7 separate regions of the Mus musculus genome follow, and regions 1, 2, 3, 5, 6 and 7 are each linked to region 4. Evidence: chromatin contacts called from public HiChIP or PLAC-seq and promoter capture Hi-C data. All regions are on one chromosome and are shown on one strand. The core of a region is the stretch at or near the end of the contact, and the rest is flanking DNA. Distances in the headings are between cores, read along the strand shown.

What was found. Promoter capture Hi-C pulls out the DNA fragments that hold promoters and counts their contacts. HiChIP or PLAC-seq counts read pairs in DNA pulled down with a chosen protein or histone mark. Capture Hi-C pulls out chosen DNA fragments and counts their contacts.
Region 1: a contact with region 4 is called in a promoter capture Hi-C map of liver, with 2.7 times the contacts expected there. The contact joins the promoter of Kansl3 here to the promoter of Rev1 in region 4. A contact is called at or near these places in 2 of 39 promoter capture datasets (erythroid cells and liver), 1 of 484 Hi-C or Micro-C datasets (embryonic stem cells), 2 of 115 datasets of contacts at active chromatin or transcription factors (astrocytes and pancreatic cancer cells) and 1 of 9 other capture datasets (liver).
Region 2: a contact with region 4 is called in a promoter capture Hi-C map of liver, with 2.5 times the contacts expected there. The contact joins the promoter of Uggt1 here to the promoter of Rev1 in region 4. A contact is called at or near these places in 2 of 39 promoter capture datasets (both in liver) and 2 of 9 other capture datasets (adipose tissue and liver).
Region 3: a contact with region 4 is called in a promoter capture Hi-C map of liver, with 3 times the contacts expected there. The contact joins the promoter of Ankrd39 here to the promoter of Rev1 in region 4. A contact is called at or near these places in 3 of 39 promoter capture datasets (liver and pre-B cells), 1 of 115 datasets of contacts at active chromatin or transcription factors (pancreatic cancer cells) and 1 of 9 other capture datasets (liver).
Region 5: a promoter capture Hi-C map of pre-B cells shows a contact between it and region 4, with 2.1 times the contacts expected there. The contact joins the promoter of Map4k4 here to the promoter of Rev1 in region 4. A contact is called at or near these places in 1 of 39 promoter capture datasets (pre-B cells), 1 of 484 Hi-C or Micro-C datasets (embryonic stem cells) and 1 of 115 datasets of contacts at active chromatin or transcription factors (pancreatic cancer cells).
Region 6: an H3K27ac HiChIP or PLAC-seq map of microglia shows a contact between it and region 4, with 5 times the contacts expected there. The contact joins the promoter of Neurl3 here to the promoter of Rev1 in region 4. A contact is called at or near these places in 2 of 39 promoter capture datasets (liver and pre-B cells) and 1 of 115 datasets of contacts at active chromatin or transcription factors (microglia).
Region 7: a contact with region 4 is called in a promoter capture Hi-C map of liver, with 2.5 times the contacts expected there. The contact joins the promoter of Cnnm4 here to the promoter of Rev1 in region 4. A contact is called at or near these places in 3 of 39 promoter capture datasets (liver and pre-B cells).

The regions. Positions count from the first base shown.
Region 1 is chr1:36,367,905-36,370,604 of GRCm38.p6, forward strand. It overlaps Kansl3 (KAT8 regulatory NSL complex subunit 3), which reads right to left and starts at 1,277. Exons shown (of 22, transcript NM_001310513.1): 1 at 1,201-1,277; 2 at 1-130. The coding sequence starts at 79.
Region 2 is chr1:36,242,917-36,245,616 of GRCm38.p6, forward strand. It overlaps Uggt1 (UDP-glucose glycoprotein glucosyltransferase 1), which reads right to left and starts at 1,386. Exons shown (of 41, transcript NM_198899.2): 1 at 1,154-1,386. The coding sequence starts at 1,211. It overlaps Gm39625 (a long non-coding RNA gene), which reads left to right and starts at 1,393. Exons shown (of 2, transcript XR_865343.3): 1 at 1,393-1,567.
Region 3 is chr1:36,545,808-36,548,507 of GRCm38.p6, forward strand. Ankrd39 (ankyrin repeat domain 39) reads right to left here and starts at 1,445. Exons shown (of 4, transcript NM_026241.4): 1 at 1,279-1,445. The coding sequence starts at 1,378.
Region 4 is chr1:38,128,307-38,131,212 of GRCm38.p6, forward strand. Rev1 (REV1, DNA directed polymerase) reads right to left here and starts at 1,360. Exons shown (of 23, transcript NM_019570.4): 1 at 1,156-1,360.
Region 5 is chr1:39,899,638-39,902,337 of GRCm38.p6, forward strand. Map4k4 (mitogen-activated protein kinase kinase kinase kinase 4) reads left to right here and starts at 1,276. Exons shown (of 32, transcript NM_001252200.1): 1 at 1,276-1,649; 2 at 1,872-1,937. The coding sequence starts at 1,593.
Region 6 is chr1:36,272,111-36,275,059 of GRCm38.p6, forward strand. Neurl3 (neuralized E3 ubiquitin protein ligase 3) reads right to left here and starts at 1,315. Exons shown (of 4, transcript NM_153408.2): 1 at 1,228-1,315. The coding sequence starts at 1,255.
Region 7 is chr1:36,470,032-36,472,938 of GRCm38.p6, forward strand. Cnnm4 (cyclin M4) reads left to right here and starts at 1,566. Exons shown (of 7, transcript NM_033570.2): 1 at 1,566-2,907. The coding sequence starts at 1,662. Gm33454 (predicted gene, 33454) reads right to left here and starts at 1,738. Exons shown (of 3, transcript NR_168706.1): 1 at 1,431-1,738.

The DNA of each region.
Region 1 (2,700 bases), core at 27-2,526, 1.8 Mb before region 4:
CTGAAAGCTGGAAGAGCAGGGAGGTACCCATCCGCCGAGCTGAAGTCTGGAAGTCCCTCTCCCCACCCCGGTGGGCCATGTCAGTAGTCAAGCAGCCAAGTCAGGGTGTGAATATCTGCATGCTAGTCACCTGCAGTGAAAGGGGGCTTGTGAATTCAATAGCTTCCATTTCTCCCAACTTTCACTATCAAAACATGTCTTTATGCTCAGCATTCGATCTTTGATTATGCACATCTATGTGTCCTCCCACACCGCCACCAAACAGAACGGTGCCATACACAATTTTATAACTGTAAACTGACAAGACTCCACAGTTCACAAAAACATGACCTTTGCAATTGCCAAGGCGTGGTGACGCACGCCTTTAATCCCAGCACTGGGGAGGCGGAAGCAGACGGATCTCCGGGAGTTCAAGGGCAGCCTAGTCTACAGAGTGGGTTCCAGGACAGCCAGAGCAATATATTGAGATCCCATCTCAAAAACAAAAACCTAAATTTGCTGGGCAATTTTCTTCCTGGGTGGTAAAGGTTTTTGCAAACCAGAGGGATCACAAACATGAATTCATCAAAAGCTAAAGGTCCCTACTTTTCGTCCCCTAAACAGGACGTGGGCAGGGCTGGTCTGCTCGGGTGGCCCCAGCACAACAGGCGGGCACCGCGGGCCTCCAAGCTTCATTGCTTTGGGCTGAGGTCAAGGGGACTCTCCTAGGGTCACGCTCCACCAAAGGTTTGCATCAACCTCATGGTACTCCGGAGTTTTGGGAAGAGAAAAACTAGAGCCCGCCCTCAGCCCGGCCGGGCCCTCAGAAGGCCTCTCCTCCTTCGCCCTCCCTCGGCGAGGCGCCCAGCAAACGGCCCGCTCCTCTGAGAGGTTCCCGCCACGGAACCGCAGAACCTCAAAACGGCCCACCCGGGCGGCGGCCCCGGAGCCCGGACGACTCGGCCAAGGTCATCCCGAGTTCCCGGCGAGGAGGAGCCGCCCGGCCCCACCTCCCCTCCCGGGGCCCTCCTCGGCCTCGCGCCTCGGCCGCCCCAGCGCCGCGTCTGCCTCCCGCGCCCCGCCCGGCCGGCCCGGCCTGGCCCGCGGCTTCAGCCCCCGACCCCTCATGCCCGCGGAGCCCCGAGGGCTTCTCCGAGCCCGCCGCCCAACGCCTGGAACCCCACGGGCCACCACCCGCGCCGGGGCAAAACCGCGTCTCACCCGCAGTTGTCGGCCGCGCGCTCGCCCGAGCCGGACCCCAATGCGCGTGCGCCTTACCTCCCGGCGCCTTGGGCTCTGAGGAAAACGCGGAAGCAGATCGCTCTCCCGGAACCGCGCGGCGGCGAGCGGCAAAGCCCGGAGCGGATCCGCGCCCGGGACCTGGCTAACCTGTGGGGAACGCGGAAAGCGCGCGCGACTCCCGGGGCAGAGACGTTCTCCCTCTGCGTTTTCTGTGGGAAAAGTGAGGACAAAGAGCAAGATAGTTCAGACCACCCCAGCGCTCGGTGTCCCCTTCCCTGTTACAGAGCTGGGTTCAATTTGCAGTGTGCGGGTGGGGTTTATTTCAGCCCATCGGGGTTTATAATCCTAGCACTCTCTGGAGGCTGAGACAGGAGGATCGAGGTGAGTTCCAGAACAACCTGAGCTACACCATGACACCCTGTCTCAAGACCTCAAAGCAAACCAGAGAGATGGGGAGATGAAGAGAGGGAGGGAAAGCTTTGCAGAATGTTGGGATACAATTCTAGGGCTCTGCGGAGTTTAATAAGAAACTGGTACAGCTCAGACTAGGATGAGGTGGAAGATGAGGCAGAGGACAGATGTAAGGTTCAATTTTTTTTTCCCCCAGGTTTTTTTAATTAGGTATTTAAAAGGATCTTTACCAATCCTAAATCAGATAGGGGACTAATATCCAATATATATAAAGAACTCAAAAACATGGACTAAAGAAAACCAAATAACCCCATTAAAAATGGGGCTCAGAGCTAAACAAAGAATTCTCAACTGAGGAATACCAAATGGCTGAGAAGCACCTGAAAAAATGTTCAACATCCTTAATCATCAGGGAAATGCAAATCAAAACAACCCTGAGATTCCACCTCACACCATCAGAATGGCTAAGATTAAAAATTCAGGTGACAGCAGATACTTGCAAGGATGTGGAGAAAGAGGAACACTCCTCCATTGCTGGTGGGATTGCAAGCTTGTACAACCACTCTGGAAATCAGTCTGGTGGTTCCTCAGAAAATTGGACATAGTACTACCAGAGAATCCAGCAATACCTCTCCTGGGCATGTATCCAGATGTTCCAACTGGTAATAAGAACACATGCTCCACTATGTTCATAGCAGCCTTATTTATAATAGCCAGAAGTTGGAAAGAACCCGGATGTCCCTCAACAGAGGAATGGATACAGAAAATGTGGTACATTTACACAGTGGAGTACTACTCAGCTATTAAAAACAATGAATTTAAGGTTCGACTTTTAACTGCTTGGCTCAGCCTTTTTCTCAACTTTGAAATGTGCAAATGCCTAAACCCTGATTCACCAGGTTGCCAGGGGAATGCAGTCAATTATTTCTGCCACCTGTCAAGAGCTCCATTGATTTCTTGATGGCAATTACTATGAGCGACCCCCACCTCCCGGTCTTAGAACTCAGTGTTATTGGTTGTTTTTTCATTTATGGAGGGGATGGAGAGACAGGGTCCCATGTATCTCAG
Region 2 (2,700 bases), core at 136-2,635, 1.9 Mb before region 4:
TCTTCTGGTCTCTACATAACAAATTCATATTCTCTCTCCCACCTCTTGATATAGACAAACAGTCAGACAGAGAGACAGACATTTAATTTGTGTCTCTATATCTAGATCCTCTCTCCCTTTCTCTTCCTCCCTCAAGAAAGCAAAAAAGAAAGTTTTAGCAAGATGGCTCTGTGGGTAAAGGCTCTTGCCATGCAAGCCTGGTGACCTGAGATTGAGCCCTAAAAAGAAAGCCACACAGAGGTGGATGGAGAAAGCTAACTCCACTAAGTTGTCCTGTATACACACAACAAAATCTAAGTAAACAAAATAAAATTTTTTATTTAAGAAAGAAAAGTTTCAGCTAAGTTTACCAAAAACAAGTCAAGTGGAAAGGCTACAATCTGCTCCAGTTTTGTAGTGTTAACTAGCTTTGTAAAATGTCTCCAAGCAGATCTGGTGGTGGCCGGGATTCCAAGGGTAGCCTATGATCCTGAGACCCTACCTCCAAAGGGGTAGGACAAGCAAACAGACATGACTATGTCTTCATGCGTTTGGCAGTGTACAAGGTATTACTAGGAAATAAAGAACTTTATACTACAATAAGCTTGCACGGGCACAGATGTTTCCAAGGCACTGCAAGGGCAAGATCATAGGTCTCAGAACAAACAAAACACTCTCTCCATTTCAAACCTGGCAACAAATGCAGAACAAGAGAGCTTTCAGCCCAGCAGCAAGAAGAGCTCACGATCACAATGTTTTGGAGATGCACAGATCACAAGCTAAAAGTGAAGTGAACCGTCCAATTTCACGCCAAGAGATCTTATCACCCACAGATGCATCACCTGAACTCAGAAACCTATAAAAACGCCAACTCGTTTCTCCAGAATCATGCAAAATGCTGATTCTCAACCTACTTAGGGTCAGACTTGGTCTAAAGTCCTGGGGGCGCTTCCTCCTCCTACACTTCAAACAGGGTCAGGACTGCTGGAGTGAGCCCGCCGCCACTCTGTCCCCAGAAGACCGCTGGGGACGACTTGAGGCGCTCGTGGAGAGAACACTGGAGGGAAAACCGAGTCAGAGTACAAGAGGAAGCCCAAGGTGACTCGGACTCACGGTCGCCTCCCGCGCTGGCCCCTCTCCTGTTCCCGAGGCCTCCCCACGCCACCCAAGGTACCTGTCACCCGCCGCGCAGCCGCGGCATCCGCAGTGTTCGCATCCCCCCGGCTGCACATGCCCGGGCCGCGCTTCGTCCACTCCGGTGTCTGCAACGACGCCTGGGCAGGGCGGAGCAGCGGCGATCGCCGGGGAGGCTGCGCCAGTGAGAAGCCGACACGCGCCTTTCCCGCCGCTCCTCACAAGCCGGTTTCTCAAAGCAATAACCCAGTTGCCAGCTGCCCCTGCACTTCCGCTTCCTAGAGGCGAAGGCAGGACGACTTCCGGCTATCGAGTGCGGCGGGGGTTTGCCAGAGAGTCCCGCAGCGGCCATGAAACCGGCATAAGACCCGCCCCTTCTCTCGGCCCCTCCCCTCTCCTGGTTGAGCCAGCTCGCCTCCTGAATTTAAGATCCTAGAAGACCCAGTTCAAGCAGGTGAGCTTCAAGGCGCAGTCCAACCGCCCCGGCAGATAGTTATTTCAACCTTTTTCTCCCTATTTTTATTATTTATTCCTCTCAAGTTAAATAAACGTACACAAACTCAAGACACAAAAAGCAGAAGAAGCTCATGCTGGGCGTGGTGGCACACACCTTTAATCCCAGCACTCGGGAGGCAGAGGCAAACGGATTTGTGAGTTCGAGGGCAGCCAGGGCTATACAGAGAAACCCTGTCTCGAGAAAAAAAAAAAAAAAAAAAAAGGCAGAAGAATCTCTGTGAGTTCAAGGCCCTATCTCAAAAGGAAGAAAAAGTTATAAATTTGTTTTAGAGTATGTGATGTTGGTTAATGCAGAGATCCATAACTAGTCAAACTGACTGAGACTAAATGATCTCAGCTCTGACTGAAACACCTATATCACCACCTCCAAGACCCAAGCAGCATCAGGGGAAAAGAAAGCAAAAAAGACAAAGGTTCTTGCTGCTAAGCTGGAAACCTAAGCTCAATTCCCAGAATACACCGCAAACGCCAGGCACGGGCTGCGGAGATGACTCAGTAGACAAAGTATTTGCTGCCCAGATGTGAAGACTACAGTTCAGATCTCCAGGACCCCTGTAGAAATTGTAGTAATAGCTACCTGTAATCCCAGTTCTCAGGAGGCAGAGACAATTCCTCTGGCAAAGTGGCTAGCCACACTAGCCAGAATTCTTGAGCTCAAGAATTCTACCTCAATAAATACCGAGTGACTGGGGAAAATACGAAGTGTCAATTGAGCTTGTGTGCAGGCACACACATATATTCATACATACACACACACACAGGCATACATACGTGCATGCACACACACACATACACACACACACACATAACATACTAGCCAAGTAAACACTGGAGGTAGAGACAGGCAGAACTTTGGGTCTTACTGGCCAGCAAGCTACCAGCCAAATGGGTGTGGTTCAGACTAGTGAGAGACACTCTCAGAAAACCAAACTGGACATTGTCCTGAGAAATGACAGCTGAGACTAATCTTTAGCTTGCACACCCATGCACACACATGTGTACCAAATTGGAGACACTGACTTGCACACATGTGTGCCAACCTGGAGACACTCACACAGAGAAGAAAGAGAG
Region 3 (2,700 bases), core at 195-2,694, 1.6 Mb before region 4:
AAGGAAGGGGGGTCCCTGAAGAAGTGCCATAGAACTGAATGCTGGCGGGAAAGCCTCAGTCAGCCTGAAGCGGACTAACAAACAAAACAGACCATGTCATCGGACAGAGGGCTTGCATATTTTAGAAACATAAGGGTGATGGCTGCAAGGGTGAGAACCATAAAGAGGTACAGAAACACAACAGTCAGTCTGGCTTGGGGAACTAAACGCAATAGGAGGCGCTGGAGAGGCGGCTCAGTTAAGAGTTCTGTCTGCACCAGGCCGGTGGTGGCGCACGCCTTTAATCCCAGCACTCAGGAGGCAGAGGCAGGCGGATTTTTGAGTTCGAGGCCAGCCTGGTCTACAAAGTGAGTTCCAGGACAGCCAGGGCTATACAGAGAAGCCCTGTCTCAAAAAAAAAAAAAAAAAAGAGAGAGAGAGAGAGAGAGAGAGCGCTCTGGCTGCTCTGCAAAGGACCAGGGTTGTTTCTCAGCTGGTCACATCTGTAACTGCCAATTCCAGGGAATCTGAAGCCCTATTCTGGCCTCCAGGAGCTAAATGCACATAAATAGTCTTTAAATTAAAAAAAGCGTAAATGTAATCATCTCATTTGTTATTTTCTAAAGGTACAGCGGAGAAAACACTTCAAGAGGAGGAAGCGGGGAGTCCTATTATGTCCCTAGTCCAAAAGATGGGGGTAGCAGAGGTGTAGAGAAACGCCGCCCGCTAGGAAGCCATTCCTATGGTAACCATCAAGTGTTCCGTATCATCAGCCCTACACTGATGACAACCTTGCTACAACTGCACAAACTACCTGTTCCTGGGGATAACATGGTAACCGGCACAGAAGAACAGGGACCACTGCTAATAGCAAAATCTCTGTATGATTTTGGACAAAACAGTCACACCCCTGCGCTCCACAGTAAATCTTTCGAGATCACTGTCATTGCTAAAACTTGTACACTCACACCCGAGAGCAGCAAGGGCCAGCTGCCCTGACCTCCCCGGTGGATACGAACCACCAACTGCAGATTCTTTCCCTAGCTCCTCTGTCACCTGACCAGGCTGTCTCCTAGCTGGGTTGGTCTCCAGACCCAGTTCAGAAACCAATGCCTCAATTTACCCGTCCGCACTCGAGACGGAGTAGTCGAGGGGCTTCCTGCCACGCTTTGAAGCCAGCCTTCCTGCACCAGGCCCGGAAGCTCCAAACACGGTTCGAGGCCTCCTTCAGTCCACGTTCCCGGAGATGGGGCTGGAGATTGCCCGCCGCCGGCAACGCGGCCGCCTCACCCCTCTCACCCCTGTCGAAGTCCATCTCCTCCAGCGTCTGCTGTACCCCGGGCACCGCACTAGGGTGAGAGCAGCAGGAGCCATCCGCGCAAAGGTGCGGCGCCGCCATCCCGGCGGCCGGGACTGCAGCCAAGCGCTCCTACGAAATGCCCACCCCTCCGTCCCAGGTTGACCACTCGACGTCCGTAGTTGACCTTCGAGTCCCGCCTCCTCGCCCCAGGCCAACCAATCCTGCATTTAGACCTTAGCTTAGCAACCAATGAAAGTGGTGAGGTGTGGCTGGATAGACTGAGCCTTGCTGCTTTGCTACCACGGGAGGGCGCCCAAGGCTAACTAAGCACAAGGAAGAGCAAAGGCTCGGGAATCCGTTGAGCTCCCCGGGAGGAGGCAGGACAGTTCGTGCAGCCTCGCCTTGTAGGGTGAGGGGACCAGGCAGCTTGGCCTGTCTGGTAGTGTTTATGTCGCATTCGCCAGAACCGAGGCCTCGCAGGTTCCCCAGGGCACAAGGACTCTAGACGCGGCCCATAGTCCCTCTCTCATCTCCCAAGCATCACTTGAGCTGTAGGCCATCCATGGTCAGATCAGTGACCCGCCAGAAAGCTACTAACACTCTGACCCTCGTTCTTTAGCAATCCATCAGGAAGCAGGTGGCCTGAGGGCAAGGACCTGGTAGACCACCTTTGTGCTTAAGCCTCTGCCCACTCAGTGGGCGCTGGTTGCCAACACCCACTGGGCAGACAACTGAGCTAAGGGAAACACACTCAAGTATTTCCCAGCCTCTTCTGACCCACACTCAGGGAAACAGCAGCCTGCTCAAGGGTCATCCAAGTGTATGGGGGGTGGGGGGTGGGGTGGCAGCTAAGGGTGGGCAGAGAGCTCACTGTGGTCTCTGTTCCTATGTACCGGTTAGATTGATCTAAACCAGGTGTGTCCAAATTGCAGCCAACAACAGCATCAAATTTAGCACAACACAAAATCTTAAAATGTCTTTTTTTTTTCCTCCTTCCTATTTTCCTTCTCGAAATCCGATTGGCAGGCAGCTCTCATTAAGGGCGCTCAGAAATGAATCCAGGCTGGGCCTGTTGTTTTTCCCAGGAACATCTGGGCCTACACCACTCCCTCACTAAGACAAGGGCTTGATACTGACTGGGTGGCAATAGGGGACTATCCCTACCCAGATAGGACATTCGAGACTAGCATTCTTCCCCTCCCACGGAGCTTGTCCTAATCTCCATCTTTATAAAGACACTGTCCACACAACTTGAGAAGCCTCTCCTTCAGCCCCTGACTCCCTGCTCACCCTCCCTATAGTTCTGGGAAGACCGTCTCCTTCTCCTCCTCTTCCCGAACGCTCTGCCTTGTTTCCCTGTGGCACCAGGCCAAGTCCAGCTCCCAAGCAGAGTAGCCCTGCTCTGGCTCCCAGTCCCATAG
Region 4 (2,906 bases), core at 110-2,609:
TCAAAGGACCTACAAGACACAAACAAGAAAACAGAAATTCAAGAAAAATGGCAAGTAAGTAGTCTAAGCAATGAACGAGTGCACTCGTGCAGACTGAAGTCCTGGATGGAGAGCTCCAGGTAAGCTTCCAAGTGTCCATCACAGGTAGCACTGGAAGGGCCGGAAGGGTATTCTAGCAGCATTTGCCTGGGCAAAGCCCGGTCAATATGGGAAAGCAAACTTATGGAGTCTTGCTAAGCTGAGCTAATGCGCACTCCATAGGAACAAGATTGTGGTATTATTACTCTACGTAAAGGAAGAACAGGTACTAGAGAAGCCAGAGACCAAGCAAATAATTTAAGAGCTGTTACATAGCCCTTAATAGTTACAAATCCTTTTTATGAGGTCTCTTGTTTTTATCTACATACCATTTCTACTTTATACCCAAGAAACACCAAAAAACACACGGTGAAATCCTAGGCATGTATCACCTGTAGTGTTTTTTTAAACAATCAAGGAACGATACTACAGGAAAGTCCGGGCTTTGCAAACCCGGGACAGGAAGAGTCTCCAAACAAACAAGTGCCCCCTCGGTGCACCCCGACTGTTATTATAACAGCACACCCAAGTGTGAACTGAGCACCTGTACAAACACTTGGGGACAGGTGTCCTGCACATGAAGGGGACAGATAAGTGACAAGGGAAAAGGAGTGAGAGAAACACTGCCTCCGGGATGCCTAAGAGCAAGGCAGAGGGGAGAAGCCGATGCACCGGGGACGAGCGAAGACCCGCGGCGCGGGCCCCGGGTGCCCCCTGCCACGTTCTGCAAACGCTGGCGGAGCGGACACTCGAACGCGCGAGGGAATGAATGGCCGGCCAGGCGCCGGCGCAGGAGGAACCGGTGACTTGCGACGCCAGCGGCGGGACTCGGAGGCAGGGCCGCGGGCGCCCCGATCGGCGCGCGACGGAGCGCCGGGTGTGGAGCGGGAACGGGAGGTCACGCGTTACATAACCCGGCGGCCGGAGGCGCAGGGGCGACGCGGCGCGGCAGGCAGGAGGCCTCGCGGCAGCACCGCGAGCCCCCGGCCTCGGCGCCTCGGGCCGCTCGTGCGGCGGAGGCGGGGACGGCGGAGGCTCGGTACCCCTCCCCCACCCGCCGGCCCGGGGGTCGCTCACCTTCCGCGCCGCCCCAGGCCACCATGCCCGGGCCCAGCCGCTTCCTCGGGCCTCGCGGGCGCCGCCGTCGTTCAGTGTCCTCCCCGCGGCTGAGGGGAACGCCGGGGAAGGCAACCGGTCAGGCGGCCGCCCAGCCGCACCGCACCGCACCGCGGCCCACGCTCCCTCAGTCGCTGCGCCCGCCTCGCGCCTCCGCGGCAGCTCCGCCCCTCCCCCGCCGCTCCTCTGGCGCGCGCCCGGCTCCCCCTCCCATCCACACCGCGGCCCGCTGGCCCGGCCCCGCACGCACTCACCGGGCGCGGCGCACGCGCGCTGCTCGCGCCCGGCCCGAGGCGACCCCGGCCCCGCCCTCCTCTCGCGCCGGCGCCCGCGGGGAGGGGGGGTGGAGAGCAGCGCCTCGGCTGCACGTGACCGTGCGGCTGGCTGGGCGGAGGTGGCGCGGGACCCGCCGCATCACCACGCTGCCTCCCGCCGGGGCCGGCTAGCTAATGGTGCTGCAGCGACGCGCAGCCGCGCCCCGCCGTGCCCCGCCCCGCCCCGCCCCGCCCGGGCTCCCCAGCCGCCGCGGAGGGCGCGGGTGCCGGGACTAACCGGGTAGACGACCGCGCAGGGTCGGCCGAGGCGCGAAACGCGTCGCCGCACCGCGCTCCGATTGATGTGCGGCGCCACCTAGCGGCGGCCAGGACGCTCACAGGCTAGCACATGCTCGGTCGGCGAGCGGAGAACCGCGGCCCACACGGGTCTGCGGGAATGCCAGGTCACTTGCTGGCAGCCAGCTAGGCTGTGTCCAGACACGACGTCCCTCACAATCTTACCACTGCCGGTCCTGTGCTCTACCTGCCTTTCCCACTTGCAACACACAGACCTGAAGAAAATTGCTTTCCCTTGTGATGGTTAAAAACAAACAAACAAAAACAAAAAACCAGCAGCTACACAATTTATTCGTGGATGTTAAATACACCTAGCAAAAAAGAAAAAAAACAGTCTCTTAAGGCCCATTTCCCCCGCCTCTGTAGTGTCTGTTCAATGGGAGACTGCATGGTTATTGTGATAGTCTTTATTGTTGGAATGCTCAAACATTAAGCCAACCAACTCCTCGCCCTAGACTGAACACTTTTGTTCCTTCCCCACCTTAAGACTTTTGAAAGGAGTTTGCAGGCACTTAGAAAACAGTAGTACTCTTTTTAAAACTGACTTTGCAAACCTGAGGTTCCTTTCCCAGAGAGACAGGAGATAATCGAAATCTCTCTCTCTCTTTCTGTGTATGTATATGTACATGGGAAATATATATATCTGTCTCGATTTTAACCTCTCCCCCTTTGCTCCACTTGCTCGCTCTCCTTTATGAATTCAACTTCAGTATTCCCTCCCAGCTCTGTTTCTCTGGACCCACAATTGAAGAGCTAGATACAGTGTAACTGCAGGAGTTTCAGAACGAGCTGCAACACCACCAGCTTGTGTTCGGAAATACCGCTGGGCGGGAAATGAGGCTTGTGAGGAGTTTTGAAAAACTGTCTCTACACAGCAGTTATTTCCAATGAGAAAAACACCAAAACTTTATTTTTGAGACTGAAAAATAACTTGTGAATACTTTTCCTCTTCTTTCATAATCAAAGATTACTTTTTCTGTATTTTTCTCAAGCAAATAAACAAACTGTCCCATCCTCGTTTGCTTTCTTTTGCTGCAACAAACATTATTACCAAAAAAACAACTTAAGGAGGAAAGGGCCTATCTCACCTTACAGTTTACA
Region 5 (2,700 bases), core at 26-2,525, 1.8 Mb after region 4:
AAGGAACAGATATTGGGAGTTCCGAATATAATTTCACTCTACAATGGAGTCTCATGTCAAACATCTTAGAACGTAACCCAAGCAGAAGAGCGCTGGACATTCTCTGGGGGCAGCGACTTGAACTCTGGGTATAGGCCGAAGTGGAGAGTATGCTCGCTCCTCTCTAGGCTAGGGTCTTTAGGGTTTGAGTACAACAATTGCAGTATTGGGGGTTTTCTACTCCGAGGCTATAAGGTGTGTACTGCTTAAATCAGAACAGTGTGGAGTGTGTGGGGAGGGAGGTGCAGAACGTTATTGACAACTAGATGCCCATGAAACAGTGGATTTTGGGGGGCGCCATGTAACACCAAGCTTAGCTTCATCTCTTAACTTATCAGGCCCATTCTAGGCCTTCTACATGTGGGAGTCAAGCAATTTTACAGCGATCTTGTACCTGGCCATTCTGGGATACTGTTGAGAACACCCGCTGTGAGGTAACAGGGAGTCACTAAACATGTTTTTGGCTGGTCCTGGGACGTGATAAAGAGGGACAGTAGTTGAACTGCCTAGCTGACTTGCTGTGGCATGCTGGAAGAAGCCTGTTTGGTGACCCGTGGTGATCTCCATCCAGGTACTGTCAGGGTTTTAGATCCCGAGCAGAGGGCTCGCCCGTCCGCCCTCCCTCCCATGGGCCAAACTGGCTCGGGGAACACAGCAGCGAGCAATCACAGCGACTGTTTTGGATTCTCCCGGACGGTCAAGTGATGCTCAGCGAATCCTCCAGCAGCAACCAAGCCACAAACTGAGACAGGAAAGGAGAAAGGAGAGGAACACCCCTTGGGGGGTAAAAAGGAAACGAGGGTCTACGGGACCGACCGGCCGTAGGCGGCGGAGGGGTCCGAGGCCCGACCCCGGCGCGTCCTGGCACACCCTCTCCCGGGCGAGCGGCGCGGGTGGGGTGTCCACGGGGCCGCCGGGGCGCTCCGAGTCTTTCATTCATTGTTAGCGGAGGCTGGGGTGTTCCGCCGCGCCCCGCACTTCCTCCGGGAAGGCCCCGAGGGCTCCCGGCCCCACCCCGGGCCGGGCCACCATCCGCGGAGGGCCGGCCGCCCGGCCATTGTTCGAGCCCCACCCCTGCTGAATATTCACGCGGGCGGGCGGCGAGCGAGCGAGGGCGAGGGCCGGGTTCCGCCCGCTCTCCCGGCGGAGGGGGCGGGGGAGTCGCTCGCCCCTCCTCAGCGGCGCCGGTCGGTGCCCCGCGTCCCCGCCCCCGCCCCCGCCTCCCGCGGCATCTTTGTCTCGCGGCCTCGCGCTCGCTCGCTCGCCGCGCTCTCCGGCCCCAGCTCCGGGCCGCTCGTGCAGGCGCGCGCGCGCGGGGCGCCGGGGCCTGAGGCGGCGGGCGACGCCCGGGGGGCGGGTGGGGGCCGAGGGAGGACCGCCAAGCCATGGTGTGAGCTCCGCGGCCAGCGCTCTCCGCGCCGCGCTCCGCTCCGACCGGACGACAAGCCGCCCGGGCGGCGGCGGCCTGCCCGTGCGGCCCGAGCCCCGGCGCCGCCGAGCCCCTGCCCGTCTCTCGCTCTCTCGCCCGCTCCCGGAGCGGCGACCCGGGGAAGATGGCGAACGACTCTCCCGCGAAGAGCCTGGTGGACATTGACCTGTCGTCCCTGCGGGTGAGTGCGGCCGCGCCCTGCGCGCCGCGGTGGACACGGACACCCGCGGGCGCGGCGGCCCCTTTGTCTGCCGGGCGAGCGGGCGGGCGGGTGCCACGGCGCTCCCGGGGACCCGGCGGGGCGAGCCTTTGTCACCGCCCTGCATCCCTCCCTCCGCCCTCTCGCCCTCCTCGGTTGGGGTCCCTCTTTTGAGTTGATAACCTCCCCCTCCTCTCTCTCCAGGACCCTGCTGGGATTTTTGAGCTGGTGGAAGTGGTTGGAAATGGCACCTATGGACAAGTCTATAAGGTCGGTGTGGGGCGCCTTTGTTCCCCGTGGCGTGGAGAAACTTCTTAGGGGACGAGGGAAAGGGTGACGAAACGCTGCTGACTGCAGGCCGTGCCGCCTGGCCAAAGTTGGGAAAGGGGGTTTCGCCTGGCTTTTCTTTTTTTTTCTTTTTCTTTTTTGTTTTTTTGCCTGTGTTCAGACTGGCCTTAAAAGACCTCATTTCCTGGCTTTGAGATAAAGGAAATAAGCTACACTGTTAGGCATGCACTTGGCTTTAGCAAAATAGAAAAGGAATTTTGTGTTCGAGGGTGACCACAGGGTCTCCCCCCAAACCCCCTTTCCTCCAAATCTGGCCTTCATGCGTTTGCGTTTGTCCGTGAATTAAAATTCGGTGTAGACAGGCCTTGCCTATGACTCCACTCAGCCACTGCCTTGGTATTCTTGAGACATGTCATCGTGCTTCTGCCTTCGGAGTGCTTGCCGTAGGCTCCAACTTGGGGAGGCTAGCGTTACCTGGTACTGATTTTAAAGCTTGGCCAGCATACCCTGTTCTAGTGGACAGTATCTTGGGGAAGCGGGCGGGGGAGTGTGCTTTTGGGCCACGGGAACAGGAGGAATTACAGTGTGGGGATTATAAAATGTGAATTCCAGGAATAACCTTTGTGACAGCTGTGTAATTGAGATGGCTGGGAGGAGAGAGAGCAAGGAGTAGAGAGGATGCCAGACTTCACACCCGCCACCCCTGGTCGTTCTCTCTCTTTAAATTTATCCTCCTCCCTGGGCT
Region 6 (2,949 bases), core at 65-2,564, 1.9 Mb before region 4:
CAATAGAGAGGTAGTCCTTCTCCAGTGACCCCCACCTTTGTGCTACCCACTGACGGAGGCTGGCCTGGATCTAGACTGCTAGGAAGTTGGGACAGGCCAGCCATGTCTGTAGGGTCATCTCCAGGCCTGGGCAGATGAAGACAAATTATAGTCTCTGCTGCAAGGCTCTGGGGATTTTAGTGATGGATGCTCAGCCACCTGCTCCGTGATGGCCTCCTAACTGCCAGCACCTTCAGCATCAAGGTCTTTGGGATGCCAGGCACCCAGTCAGCCCTTTGCAGAATCCTGTTCTCCCCTCTGCACCCCAGCATGCAGAGCTTGGGGAAGCTCAAGAAAGGTCCCTTCCTGTCCTCCCAGCCCCAAGGAGACTGTGGGCTCAGCTACACAGTTTCAGTCCCTCTCCCTCTCCCACTCCCTCCTCCCTCCTCTCCCTCTCCCACTCCCCCCCCCCCACATCTGTACCTGTTATACCCCATCCCTTTTGGCATTGTTACTGCCCTGCCTTGAATCCAAACACAGCTGCCACAGCAGAGGTGGCTCTGGGCGTGGCCGCCCACTGTGAGCAAGCCTTGGGTGCTTGCCAAGGGCCCTACACAGGGGCACTGATTGGCTTGGGGGGGCAGGTCTAGGGTGCCTGGTCCCCGTCTCTGTTCTAAGGGGTGGCATGCTATTTCCTGCTCACTCACCAGGCCCCTCTGCTAAGGGGACACGTGACCACAGGTACTGGTGTCTCAGAGAAACTTCTTATCTCATTACTATTTAGATATCTACATTTGGAGTCCTAAAGGACAGCAGGGTGGTGGCATAGTCCCAACCTTCAGACGAGAAAAAAACCAAGAGTCCAGGGACAAAAATGACTTGTCCACATTGCCACCGACAATTTGGCAAGGCTGAAATCCCTCGTTTTTCCACCGGCCTCCTAAGCTCTCCCCTTTTCCCCACCCCAGCCTTGATTCTCCCTTATCCAGTTCCTAGATAAAGACTGCTTACAGGTAGTGGGTGGGAAGGAGGGGTGTGTATCTCCGCAGCCATCTTGGACCAGACACCCCGCTTCTGCTGGGTTCCTGGGAAGGCAGGAAGCTCTCGCCCTCGCGCAGCCCAGACCATGGAGAAACCCACTCTAGGAGCCAATGAAGTCTCTGATCTCCCCTTTCCAGACCTCCCACCTGTACTCCATGCAGTCAGGACTCCAGAAGCCAGCTCAAGGCATACGGGAAATCTACTTACTGGCCTCAGGGCTGAGGAGAGAACCCATCAGCCTGAGCTCCTCCTGGGGCACAAGTCCCTGGGTCTGAAGATGTCTGTGAAGGCCAGTGGTCAGGGTTACAAGACTCCGGAAGGTTCCCCTTTTATAGGCTGGAGCTCACGTTACAGAGTTGTTGATTAATTAGATGCTGTCACGCATGACGATATCCGGGACTTTCCCCATGACCTCTCGTGGCTCACAGTGGACTGCTGCTGCAGCAGGCTGGTCTGAGATAAGAAGGGAAGCAGGGGCTGTAACTGTGGCTGCAGCAGACGGTTTTCTGTTTGACTTCTAAGCAGCCCTTGTCTGTGAATTATAATCGCATGTTAGTAAACACCCGTGCCGCCGCCACGCCCTCCCCCACTCTCCCCAACAAAGACTTTGGTGGTCCTGGTCTGGGATGAGATCTGGGCATTGGGAGTTTCAAGAGCATGCAGGAACTTTGATTAGCAGCCGGCATGGTGTCCAACCCCACATAGAGAAGGTGCGCAGCGCTGCTGAAGGTTAACTGATTGAGCTAAATCCTAGGACCTGTGAAGGTGAGGCCGCCCAGTGGCAAGGTTGGTTTGGGGGCTTACAACCCCACCCCCACCCCACCCCCCCTCCCCGCCAGATTAGGTCTTTCTTGAGATTCCAGATCAAAGCCACAATTCTGTGACTTCTGTGGCCCCTTTAAGAAAGGAACGGGGAGGGGGGGGGGCTGGCGAGATGGCTCAGTGGTTAAGAGCGCCGACTGCTCTTCCGAAGGTCCGGAGTTCAAATCCCAGCAACCACATGGTGCCTCACAACCATCTGTAACGAAATCTGATGCCCTCTTCTGGAGTGTCTGAAGACAGCTACAGTGTACTTACATATAATAAATAAATCTTTAAAAAAAAAAAAAGAAAGAAAGGAACAGGAGCACCTGGAAATGACAGTGAGCTAGACAGGACGGGGGGGGCGGGGGGGGGGCGGGGGCGGTTCGACTGAGGAGGGAAATAGAGGGCTGGAGACCCAGGTTGTGTCTGCTGTATTACCTTATGCAGATCCCTTCCTCTTCTTGAGGTCTGATGTTCTGGTTTGGGGACCTTTTCCAGCCAGCATGTGGTGCCTAAGTGAGAAGAAGTGGCCAGGGGAAGGTGAGTGTTATCAGTGTAGCCCTGGTTACCTTAGACATTGCTGTAACCCCTGGACTTTCTTTTTCCGGCCACACCCTTGCTGAGCGCCCTTTGTCACTGCACTAGATGTATAACTTCTGCCAAGACCACAGGTAGCTGCTCTAGAGCCAGTGCCAGTCACCTGGGCCGGAGTCCTGTGGCTTCTAAAGGTTGCAGTTCCCCCGATGCCCCGGCTGGCTCAGTCTAAGAGGTTCAGGCTCCTGGCACCTCCTGGCAGGCACACCAGTCTCTGGACACTTGTGGATGCTCCTCCCTTGCTGGGTTGCTCAGGGCTGGAGCCAAGAGATCCTTGTTGATTAGCCACATCCCCCTAACAGAGGTGTGTGGTGCCCAATCAGGGTGCCTGCTCTGCAGTTTTAGCCTTTCTAGAAAATGACTGGGCTAGCTGCAGACCAGCAGGCAGGTGGTATGGTCCCCAGACAGGACCTGTAGCCTGCTCGGGCTAGCAGCCAGCAAGGCAAAGGCAAGGCCAAAGACACCCACATCCAAGTGAATTTAGCTACCCCACTGACTGGATTCAGGATGTGCCGTTCTAAACAGGCTCCC
Region 7 (2,907 bases), core at 316-2,815, 1.7 Mb before region 4:
TTTGTACAGAGACATAGAGAAGGACTGTGTCTCTAGGGCCAGGAGAAGCCCTGCTGGGAGACCCAGGGGTCAACCCAGGCCTTGTGCTTAGTATAGCTCTTGCAACTGAGGTAAGGATGTTTGTCATCCGTGTCCTGCCCTTCACAGGGTGGACAGCTGTGGGTGGATAGCTGTGGTCATCCCCACACACTGAGTTCATAGCTGCCGGATGACATCCAAGTGGGGCTGACCAGGAAGCAGTGATCTCAAGGCTAGAACAGCAGCCCCACCCCTCAGTTCATTTCCACAAGCAGCTGCCTCAGCTGGCCAGTCACCACAATTTGGGGTTAAGGGTATGGTCCTGAAAGAGCAGGCAGCAACAACTATTACTACACAGGCAAAGACTATTCACAGAGAGTTGTTATGTCATATTCGGTGTGTAAGCCAGTTGTTCTCACGTGCTTAGCCAGGTGATGCTGTGTTATCACTCTTCCTGCCGTCAAATTAAAAACTAAAACCATAACTAAACAATAAAATCAATCCAGGCATGGTGGTGCATATCTGTAAACCCTGCACTTGGGAGGTAATGGACATAGGATCGGGAGTTCAAGGTCAGCCTCAGATTTGAAGAGTTCAAAGCCATATCGGGCTATGTAAGACCTTGTCTCAAAAAAAAAAAAAAAAAAAAACAAACAAAAAACAAAAAACAAAAACAAAACAAAAAAAAAAAAACCAGTCATTCTTACCGCCATTTACAGACAGGGACTAGGATTAACGGTGAAGATCTGAAAGGCCTAGGATTTTGTGCCTAGGTTCAAAATTTGCATCTGTAAGAAGTAAAACACTTAGTGTTCCTGTGTGTGTTTACTTGCTTATTGCGCTCCCCCTCCTGCCCCCGTATGGCTTGTCTTGTTTACTGCCATTTTTCTGATGATAGGCTGTAAACTAAAGATGTGCAAGAATTTTGGCTTGTTCATTGCCGTATCGTTAGAGTATGAAACAAGAGTACATGTTCAATGAAAACTCATCCCTAAATAGAAATGACAGGTGAAAAACCTAGGTCAGAGCCTGGTCCCTCAGCACCTTAGGGGTCTAGACAGAACCGAGGAGTGGGCTGGGGGACTTCGGGGGCAGTGACAACCTATTTCTGGCATTGGGTCAAGGTCAACGAAAATCCCAGAAGTAAGGAGGCTGTAACGCCAGCCTGAACCCTCAGGTTCCCTTTTCTTTTTCTAAACCAGGAAATGCATTTTTCTCGCTGTGCCCGCGGAGAAGCACCACCCGCCCCAGAACGGAGCGACAGAGTGCAGGGGACCCGGAAGCAACCGAGCGCGTGGGGCTTGGGAGCCGGGCTCCCTAAGGAGGAGCGCGGGAGAAGCCCGGTGCCGCGCGGAAGCTTGGCTGGGCGCACCCCCGCTGCGGGCTCCCGCGCTCGCCCCGCGCCGTTCTACCTTAAGGGCGCAGACCTCCTTAAGCCGGGCGCGCGAGCCGTGGGTAGGGGCGGGACATCGCATGCAAATAAGGGGCGTGGGGCGGCGGGGCGGGGCGGGCGGGGCGCGGTCTGACGTCAGGTCCTCGGCTGGGGCAGTTGGCGCGGCGGCAGCGGAGCGGCAGGAGGGCAGGAGCGGAGGCGCCGAGTGAGGCGCGCGGCGGGGCGCGGGCAGCGGCGGGGCCGGAGCAACATGGCGCCGGGGGGCGGGGGCGGGCGGCGGGACGGCTGGCCGGCCCGAGGGCGCCTCCTCCTGGCTGCGCTGCTGCTGCTATGGACGCGGGCGGCCAGCGGCCAGAGCAGCCCCCAGCAGAGCGTGATCCTAGGCATGAGGCTAGCGAGCTGCAACAAGTCGTGCGGGATGAACCCGGATGGCATCATCTTCGTGTCCGAGGGCAGCACGGTGAACTTGAGGCTCTATGGCCACAGCCTGGGCGATATCTCCAGCAACCTGATCTCCTTCACCGAGGTGGACGACGCCGAGGCGGTCCACAACTCCACCAACTGCCTGGAGCTCACCAAGGACTTAGTGGTCCAGCGGCTGGTCAACGTGAGCCGCGGGAACACGTCGGGGATGCTAGTGGTGATTACCAAGTTCCTGCGGAGGAGCGAGAACATGAAGCTGTACGCGCTGTGCACCCGGCCCCGGGCCGACGGGCCCTGGACCAGATGGACGGACAAGGACTCCCTGCTCTTCATGGTGGAGGAGCATGGGAGGTTTCTGCCGCTCTGGCTGCACATCCTTCTCGTTATGGTGCTGTTGGTGCTGTCGGGCATCTTTTCTGGCCTCAACCTGGGGCTTATGGCCCTGGACCCGATGGAGCTGCGCATCGTGCAGAACTGTGGAACTGAGAAGGAGAGAAAGTATGCTCGCAAGATAGAGCCCATCAGGCGCAAGGGCAACTACCTGCTCTGCTCGCTGCTCCTGGGGAACGTGCTAGTCAACACCTCCCTCACCATCCTTCTAGACAACCTCATCGGGTCTGGCATCATGGCAGTGGCCTCCTCTACCATTGGCATTGTCATCTTTGGGGAGATCTTACCTCAAGCCCTGTGCTCCCGGCACGGGCTGGCTGTGGGTGCCAACACTATTGTTCTCACCAAAGTCTTTATGCTCCTCACTTTTCCCTTGAGTTTCCCCATTAGCAAACTCCTGGACTTCGTCTTAGGTCAGGAGATTCGCACTGTTTACAATCGGGAGAAGCTGATGGAGATGTTGAAGGTGACAGAGCCCTATAATGACTTGGTGAAGGAGGAGTTAAATATGATCCAGGGTGCCCTGGAACTAAGGACCAAAACTGTGGAGGATATCATGACCCAGCTACACGACTGCTTCATGATCCGCAGTGATGCCATTCTGGACTTCAACACCATGTCGGAGATTATGGAGAGTGGCTACACTCGCATTCCTGTGTTTGAAGATGAGCAATCCAATATTG